2 separate regions of the Mus musculus genome follow, and region 1 is linked to region 2. Evidence: chromatin contacts called from public ChIA-PET data. All regions are on one chromosome and are shown on one strand. The core of a region is the stretch at or near the end of the contact, and the rest is flanking DNA. Distances in the headings are between cores, read along the strand shown. Region 1 holds the start of Pigg (phosphatidylinositol glycan anchor biosynthesis, class G). Region 2 holds the start of Gfi1 (growth factor independent 1 transcription repressor).

What was found. ChIA-PET counts read pairs in DNA pulled down with a chosen protein or histone mark.
Region 1: an RNA polymerase II ChIA-PET map of memory CD8 T cells shows a contact between it and region 2, with 6 read pairs. The contact joins the promoter of Pigg here to the promoter of Gfi1 in region 2. A contact is called at or near these places in 1 of 39 promoter capture datasets (liver) and 2 of 115 datasets of contacts at active chromatin or transcription factors (bone marrow-derived macrophages and memory CD8 T cells).

Annotation. Positions count from the first base shown.
Region 1 is chr5:108,310,887-108,314,737 of GRCm38.p6, reverse strand. It overlaps Pigg (phosphatidylinositol glycan anchor biosynthesis, class G), which reads right to left and starts at 1,925. Exons shown (of 13, transcript NM_001310689.2): 1 at 1,660-1,925; 2 at 574-779. The coding sequence starts at 1,813.
Region 2 is chr5:107,722,297-107,725,773 of GRCm38.p6, reverse strand. It overlaps Gfi1 (growth factor independent 1 transcription repressor), which reads left to right and starts at 1,431. Exons shown (of 6, transcript NM_010278.2): 1 at 1,431-2,050; 2 at 2,366-2,551. The coding sequence starts at 1,936. RefSeq lists promoters at 1-15, 1,412-1,800.

The sequences.
Region 1 (3,851 bases), core at 676-3,175, 590 kb before region 2:
AGTCAGTGTTCTTAACCTCTGAGCCATTTCTCCAGCCTCCCCACCCCCCACCCCCGCCACAATTCTTAGGTAAAGCACAATGCACTTCAGAAGTGCCCTCATCAGACTGAACAACAAATTATGTAGTAGAAGTAACAGCTCTTCAGACCAGTTCATAGTTCTTTGATCATTTTGTATAATTCTGACAAATAATTTAACTTGACCGAGTTTGTCTTCTTGTATATACAGTTAATGAACTAGGCTGAATATGCCCAAAGGCTCCCTCAAGCCTGACGACTAAGGAACACAATAGGCCACCACAAAGGAGGATACCTCCTGGACTACGGTGGCCTGGAAAATCTGGTTCTAAATCCCTCCCCCTTTCCATGAGGGATGAACTTCAGCTACTTAACAAGGGGTAAAAAGATTACCTTATTATGGGATTTCCTCAGCACCCCACTGCCCAGCAACACTGACAACACTGAAATATTTCCCATGTTATTAAAACAGGGTCTCCAAGTCGGTTAAATAATCGCTCTAAACCTTCAAAAGAGCCAAGTCATGATTCATAAAATTTAACCAAGTTAAATTTACCTTGATTCGAGGCATAGTAACTGTGGGTGGCTTTGCCTCAGCCACAAAGCTATGAGATGCTCCTTTTTCTACCAGATACGTTGTGTAGGGCATATACTTCACACCTTTCGACCCAAACACAAAATCATCTCTTAATGCATCTATCAACACAATAACCACTTTACTGAAGAGAGGTGGTGGCAGCTTGGTCCAGTTCGAACGGACTCCTAAAAGTATTTAGAAAAGGGGAAATTAAATTTTAAACTCCATTCAGCACTCCATTGCCTTCAATGTCTTTTTCCTTTGTTCTTCTAGCACACATCAAATCTATTTCAACCTGAAAGAAGGCCCATTTTGGGTAGCCAGTGTTGTGTTAATTTTCTAAGAAACCAAACAAGACAACTGTGAAGGTTCCTTCAAGGGTTGTAACCAGCCTGCAGGTGACTACCAAGAAGGGCATCTCCTGGCTAGGCTGGACAGTATGTTAACAATGAGTAGGTATCCCAGGAATGTGTAGTGCACTACTCTTAGCAAGGTGAAGAGTCCAGGACAGGGCCACTTCTACCTAAGAGACATACAGTTGGAAACTGTGCCTCCCTGAGCTTGCCCTAAAGCCTAGTCTTGCAGGCAGTGAACCTATGGGTTTACATGTCCAGTGGCTGTGATTATATGGACCTGTTTCACTGCAGCGGAGTGGGTATCAGGTGTTTATTTCTGTGTTGGTGAGGCTACTAGGGTGCTAATGCAGAGAGGCCCTAAGCACTGAGGGCCGGGAGGTCTTCTGGGGGAGAGTTGTAGAAAACTGGAGGAGATCTGAAGAAACATCACCTGTTATGCCCTATGGGTCCAAAACTGGAAACCTAAATTGGTAGTGATTGAAAGGATTATTAGGAAAAGGGGTACGAATCACTGAACAGCGGCAAACAAGACGCAAAGTCGGAGTTACTCTGGGAATCCTCTGATTATCACATAGGTCGACATGGGGCGGGAGGCTGCGAATGCCTCGAAGGTGTATGATACACAAACAACACTAAAACAATACAAATTGTTTCCGTGGTGGGGCAGAATGAAAGCGGGAACCACCGAGATGGGGGCGGGGGGCTATACCTGCTACGGGTTCGGGCGCTGGGGTCTCTGCATCGTGCTCTGGTCTAGCAGAGGAACGAACAGGAGCTGGGAAGAATCCCCGAATAAATATCGCGACCCCGATCACCTCAATCGCTACGCAGCTGGCAGCGAAGGCCCCGGAGCCCAGCCGCATTCTGCCCTGCCGCTGGGCCGGTCGGCCCGAAACTTAGTGTAACAGCGGGCGTTGCAAACCCGCACCCAGAGCCCACACCCGGACTGTCAAGAGCTCCCTCCCAGCCTGCCTCGCCAGCCCCAGCGCACAGGAAGTACGTCAGAGTGGCGAGTGCCCGCGGTCGCTCCCTGACGACGTTCCCCGCGGACCGGCCCCGGGGTGATTCTCCCGGGAGTCCCTGCCTCCTCCCGAACCCAAAGGTCCACGGAATCCCCGGCTGATCCATTCGGGAGCCTCGCTTCCGGTGCCACCGAGAGTCCCCGCACCTGCCCCGCCATCTCAGGATTCCAAGTTTGTGCGCCTTGAGCCAGGCGCATCTAGCGCTGCCCAGTGTCGGTGCAGTATTTAGCTGCTGGTGTTTCTGGTGTATTATTAGTCCTACTCACTTCCTCCTGGTGTTATGGCCCCAGTTTTCTGACAGGACGACTCTGACAGACTCGGGTCTGGGGCAAGCCTGCAGATTAAGCGATCCTGATGCGATTGGCAATCAGTGAGTGTGCTCCCCTTCTTTGGAAAGCTGTCCTCTGGAAGGAACCTCTAAACCGTAGGGGGCCACGTGTTTGGTAGGCAAGGTCTTTCCGCTCTAGATGCGGGAATTTTCCCGGGCTCATGCAATGAGACAGAAGCCGGTCTTTGAACAGAGTCCACCCCAGCCTTGTCTTCCTTTGTGCACACTCATTCTCCTTGCGGACCTTGCTTCTGTAAGTCAAAAGACCCAAACCCCTTCTCACGAACTCTGTTTTTCTAGGAAGCCAAGAACAAGATAGAGGTTTTGCTGCTGTTAAGTTGTATGAATTCCTTAATATCTTGGATAGCAACCTTTATATTTGATTTGTAAGCTAAATTTTCATCTAGTTCATGTTTTTTTTTTTTCAGTTTACCATAATCACACGTACTTTTTTTTTTTTTTGGTGGTAATTCTCTGTGAATTTGGTGTTATATGTTTAAGGGGGAAAAAAAGCATCAGTTTTGGTGAAGTTTCTTCTCACCTTTTTCTTATAGGAGTTTTATAGCTTCAGATATTAAATTTTAGTGGTTAACCCATTTTTACTTGATATTTCTGTATGTATAAAGGAAGGGTCCAGTTCCATTCTTCTGCATGTTTACCCAACATGAGTGGTGTTAAAAATATTATGTCATGGATCTCTGTGACTTCCAGGCAAGTTCCAGGACAGCAGCTACATAGAGAAACCCTGTCTGGGGGAGGGGGGAAGGGAATAAAAATAAACAAACAAATAAATTGTGTGTGTGTGTGTGTAGCCTTTGAATTTATCAGTGATTAGTTAATGACATAGTTTATTAATTAGGTGTTTTTATGACAATACCACACTGTCTTATTAAATCAAAATATCAGTAAGACAGTACCACAGGAATATACATGCATGTGCACATAAAATATCAGTAAAGTACATGTAGCAAGTCCTGACAAATGAACGTAGAAATAGGAAATAGAAGAACACTGTTTAGACACTTTAATATCCTAGTGTTGATAATGGACAGAACAACTAAGCAGAAGAGAAAAACAAAACAAAACACAGAAGACACGAACTCTATTGTCCCGCTAGACTACCAACTGCAGTGTGTACATTATTCCTCATTTCACATAAACATGAACTTCTATGAACAAAAGTTCCTGAAAGAATACCACCTTACACTTAACTTCCTACAAGAATGATTAACCAATTAAAACTTCAGACTATATAGTTTGAAGTGTTACATGTTGTCTTAGGGTTTCTATTGCTGTTATAAAACACCATGACCAAAACATCTTTGGGAGCAAAAGGCTTATTTGGCTTAAATATCCTGGGTCACAGTTTGTCTTAGTCAATGTTCTATTGCTGTGAAGAGACACCATGACCACAACTCTTATAAAAGGAAAACATTTAATTGGGGTTGCCTTACATTCAGAGGTTTAGTCCACTATCCTCTTCTCAGATCCTTGACTCTAGCTTGTGTCAAGTTGAGGAAAAAACAAAAACAAAGCCCAACCAGGATAATT
Region 2 (3,477 bases), core at 182-2,681:
GCACACAGTTTAGCGGTTAGATAGCAGAGTGGGATCCACGCAGGAAGAAAACATCTGGTGGGCATGTGGCGGCAGCGGGCTTCTGGAGGCCTCCTTCTGAGCGCCTTGCCTTCAGCTCCCGAATTTCCAGCCTCAGATGACCAGGGGAAGCCTGGCGGGCCGCTGTGCCAGGAGCGTGCCGCCCCGCCCCCTGGACGCCAGCTGCAGCACGAGGTTGCCTTCCCACGCGCTGGGCCTCCTTGCCATCCCCTTACCCCTCCTACCCGGAACCCAGCAAAGCCCTCCGAAGCGTAGGTTTGTGGCCTGGGCGAGGACGCCACCTCTGTGTCTACCCTGTCCCGCGTGGTGCTGACGCGCAGACCCAGCGCGGGACCAGACAGCCCTGCTTCCCACGGGTCCCGTTCTTGGCTATCGCAGGACCGAACCTCATCGAGGCCTCCAGAACTCTTGCCCTGTTTTCTTGCTCTTCATGCTTGCTTTAAGAATTGTCCTCTGGTTGGAGCGTCTGGCTGTACAGACAGGGAGTGCGGGAAAATTAAAGCGCCGGAGCCTGGGTTCTGGGAGCCAAACCCGACCAAGGCGTGTGACTATACATTATGACTGGGAATCTGAAGCAGGAGTCCTTGGGCTCCTTTTAAGTGGGTACAACAGGGTGTGTTCTGTACGCGCTCCTGGGGGGGGGTGGCGAAGAGGCTCGGGTTCCTCAGTCTGAACTGCACGAAGCCCAAAGACCCGGGGCGTGCGCCGGCCTGTGCCCCAGTCTTTGAGCCCGCCGCCGCCGTTCAGCCTCTATTGCCTTGGACCTTGGAGGCAGGCGGATTCGTTTCACCCTAGGCCTCCCTAGGGTCGCCCCCGGAGCGGGCCAGGAGCTGGGACGCAGTCTCAGCCCCGCCTCCTGCAGGGCTCAGGTTTCGACCCGAGATTAGGTGAACTGATTGGGGGTTAAAGAGAGCGACGCCAGCTCTCGGTCATGCTCAGGGACCCTGGCCTCCTGGCCAGGCCTTCTGGCCACTGCTCACTCGTGCGCGCTCCGGTTTCATCTTGCTGGCCCGCGAAGTCGTTGGCACTCATTAAATTTGGGCACCGCGTGTTTGCCAGTAAGCACGCAGTTTAAACTCAACTTCCCTAGGACAAGATTTTTGGTGAGCAGATCAGAAAATAATTCTTTCTGGGACTTAGTTTCTGAAGCAAGGCCTACAGGTCTGGAATGTTTCTCAGTGGTCGCCGTCCTGGCCGGTGCCACACCACTATTCCAGTGGGCGTTTCTCCTGGGACAAGTGTTGGTCCTTTGCCACTCCCACCTCACTTTCCTGTGCCTCTGGCTTCCTGACTTCTGCTCCAGCCACTGCAGCACATAGTCCCTAGGCAAACCAGTCCCTAGTACGCCCCTCTTTCGCTTCTGTTCGTCGCGGGGCTCCTGGAGGTTTTGGCTCCAAGCCCCTTCCGGGTCCCAAACACTGATGCCCCCTGACTGGCTAAACTAAGCCACGCATCCCTGGCGTGAGCCACAACCCAGAAGGGAGCAGGTGGGCTTGCAGGGTTGACTTGGGATAACGGACCAGTTGTGGACTACTGCTCTCAGGAGAGTGATGATCTAGCTTTGGTAGGGAAGGGGAGGGGCTGAGGCGTGGGCAGGGCAGAGCAAAGGGACCAGAGCCAGAGCCTGGGGACAGGTTTTACCACTGAGCTGTTGCAGTGGCGGCGGAGGCCGGGATTCGTGCCACCTGTCCGAGTGCCACCTGGTGAGCGTGGCGCCTGGGTCCAGGCCCCTCCTCCCGCGGCTTCCCTCTCTCCTCCCTGGCCCACACTCTTCCTTGGCCTGGGAACCTACCACAACCGCCATCGGTGCTGACCCTCGTTTCCACCCAATTTTCCCCCTTCTCTCAGAACTCAGAGTATCCGAGGGTCCAAACATTCGTCCAGCGGCTGACCACCATGCCGCGCTCATTCCTGGTCAAGAGCAAGAAGGCGCACAGCTATCACCAGCCGCGTTCTCCGGGGCCGGACTACTCCCTGCGCCTGGAGACCGTGCCTGCGCCGGGCAGAGCAGGTGCGAAGCGCGCAGAGGCCGGGTAGGGCAGCTGCCGAGGACACCGACTCTGCTCCAAGCCACCTCGTTTCCTAGGAATCGGGGGAGGCTATCCTAACGCCCCTCGGGTGCTTTTTTGTTTTTGTTTTTGTTTCCCGGTGCTCAGATTTGCTGAGCTTGCCAGAGATGCCCCTGGCGCTCGCAGTCGGCTCTTGAATTCGGGAGGGAGGGCTCCCGGTTGGGTCAGAGTGGACAGAGGAGGACACGGGCGCCACGGTGGAACCACTTCAGTTCGGCCAGGTTTAGGTTTATTTCTCTCCTGAATCTTTTCCGCAGAGGGCGGCGCTGTGAGTGCAGGCGAGTCGAAAATGGAGCCCCGAGAGCGTTTGTCCCCCGACTCTCAGCTTACCGAGGCTCCCGACAGGGCCTCCGCGTCCCCCAACAGCTGCGAAGGCAGCGTTTGTGACCCCTGCTCCGAGTTCGAGGACTTTTGGAGGCCCCCTTCTCCCTCCGTGTCTCCAGGTAAGCCTTGATTCGAGGTCTTGTGGCAGAGTTCTGGAGTCGCAGCACGGAGGGAAGCCCGCACAAGGGATGCAGAGGGTCGGCCTAGGGATCTGGCTCCTAAGGGAACAGGGTTCAGGGGAGGCATCCAGCTTTTGTGCTGGACACCTTGCCCAAAGTGTCCTCTGCCTCCTTCTAAGTCCCTTAGCTCCAGGCTGGCCCTTAATTCGTTTGCCTGGAACTAACAGGCGAGGTCAAACGAACTGGTCCTTCTCTGGCTGGCATTTCTTTTATGTCCAGAATTCATTGTTTAGAAATTGTCAGATCCCAGAATCCAGGACCCAGACCTGAATACTTCAAACAAGAGACCTGGGCAGTCTGAGCGGTACAGAGCTGGGCACCACACTGGAGTGCAAGGCTGCTGCTGAAAATCTCAGCTCGCTGGCTCTGTCTTCAAAAGTTTCATTTTCTCCCCTTCTGCTAAGAGGGCCCAGGCAGGGGCACCAGCATGCTCGGGCTCATTTCCAGGGAGCAATTGACTAGAGTTGATGGGGGTGGGGTGGGGGTGGGGTGGGGGTGGAGGTGGGGGGGGATATCTCGGGTCACAGCAGAAGTAGAAAGGAGACCAATCCAAATTCTACTAAGAGCAGGCTATTTCCCTTTCACACTATTAGCTCATTCACCCCCACAAGCAGAGGGTTGGTTCTTCCTAGCTGTGTGACCAAGCTGCTATGGGACAGGTCCGCCCAGAATGGAGTGTGCATTTACTTGCATTCATTCAATATCCAATTTTAGCAAAATTCACGTGTGTGAAGGGAGAGGAGTTCTTCTGAAGGTAGTGTAATTTTTAACTGTAATTTTTCATCAGAAATTTATCAGGGATGGGCATACTTCGCGCCCTTGTCTGCTGCCCCTTGCGTCATAGCTTTGAGAAATCTTGGGGACAT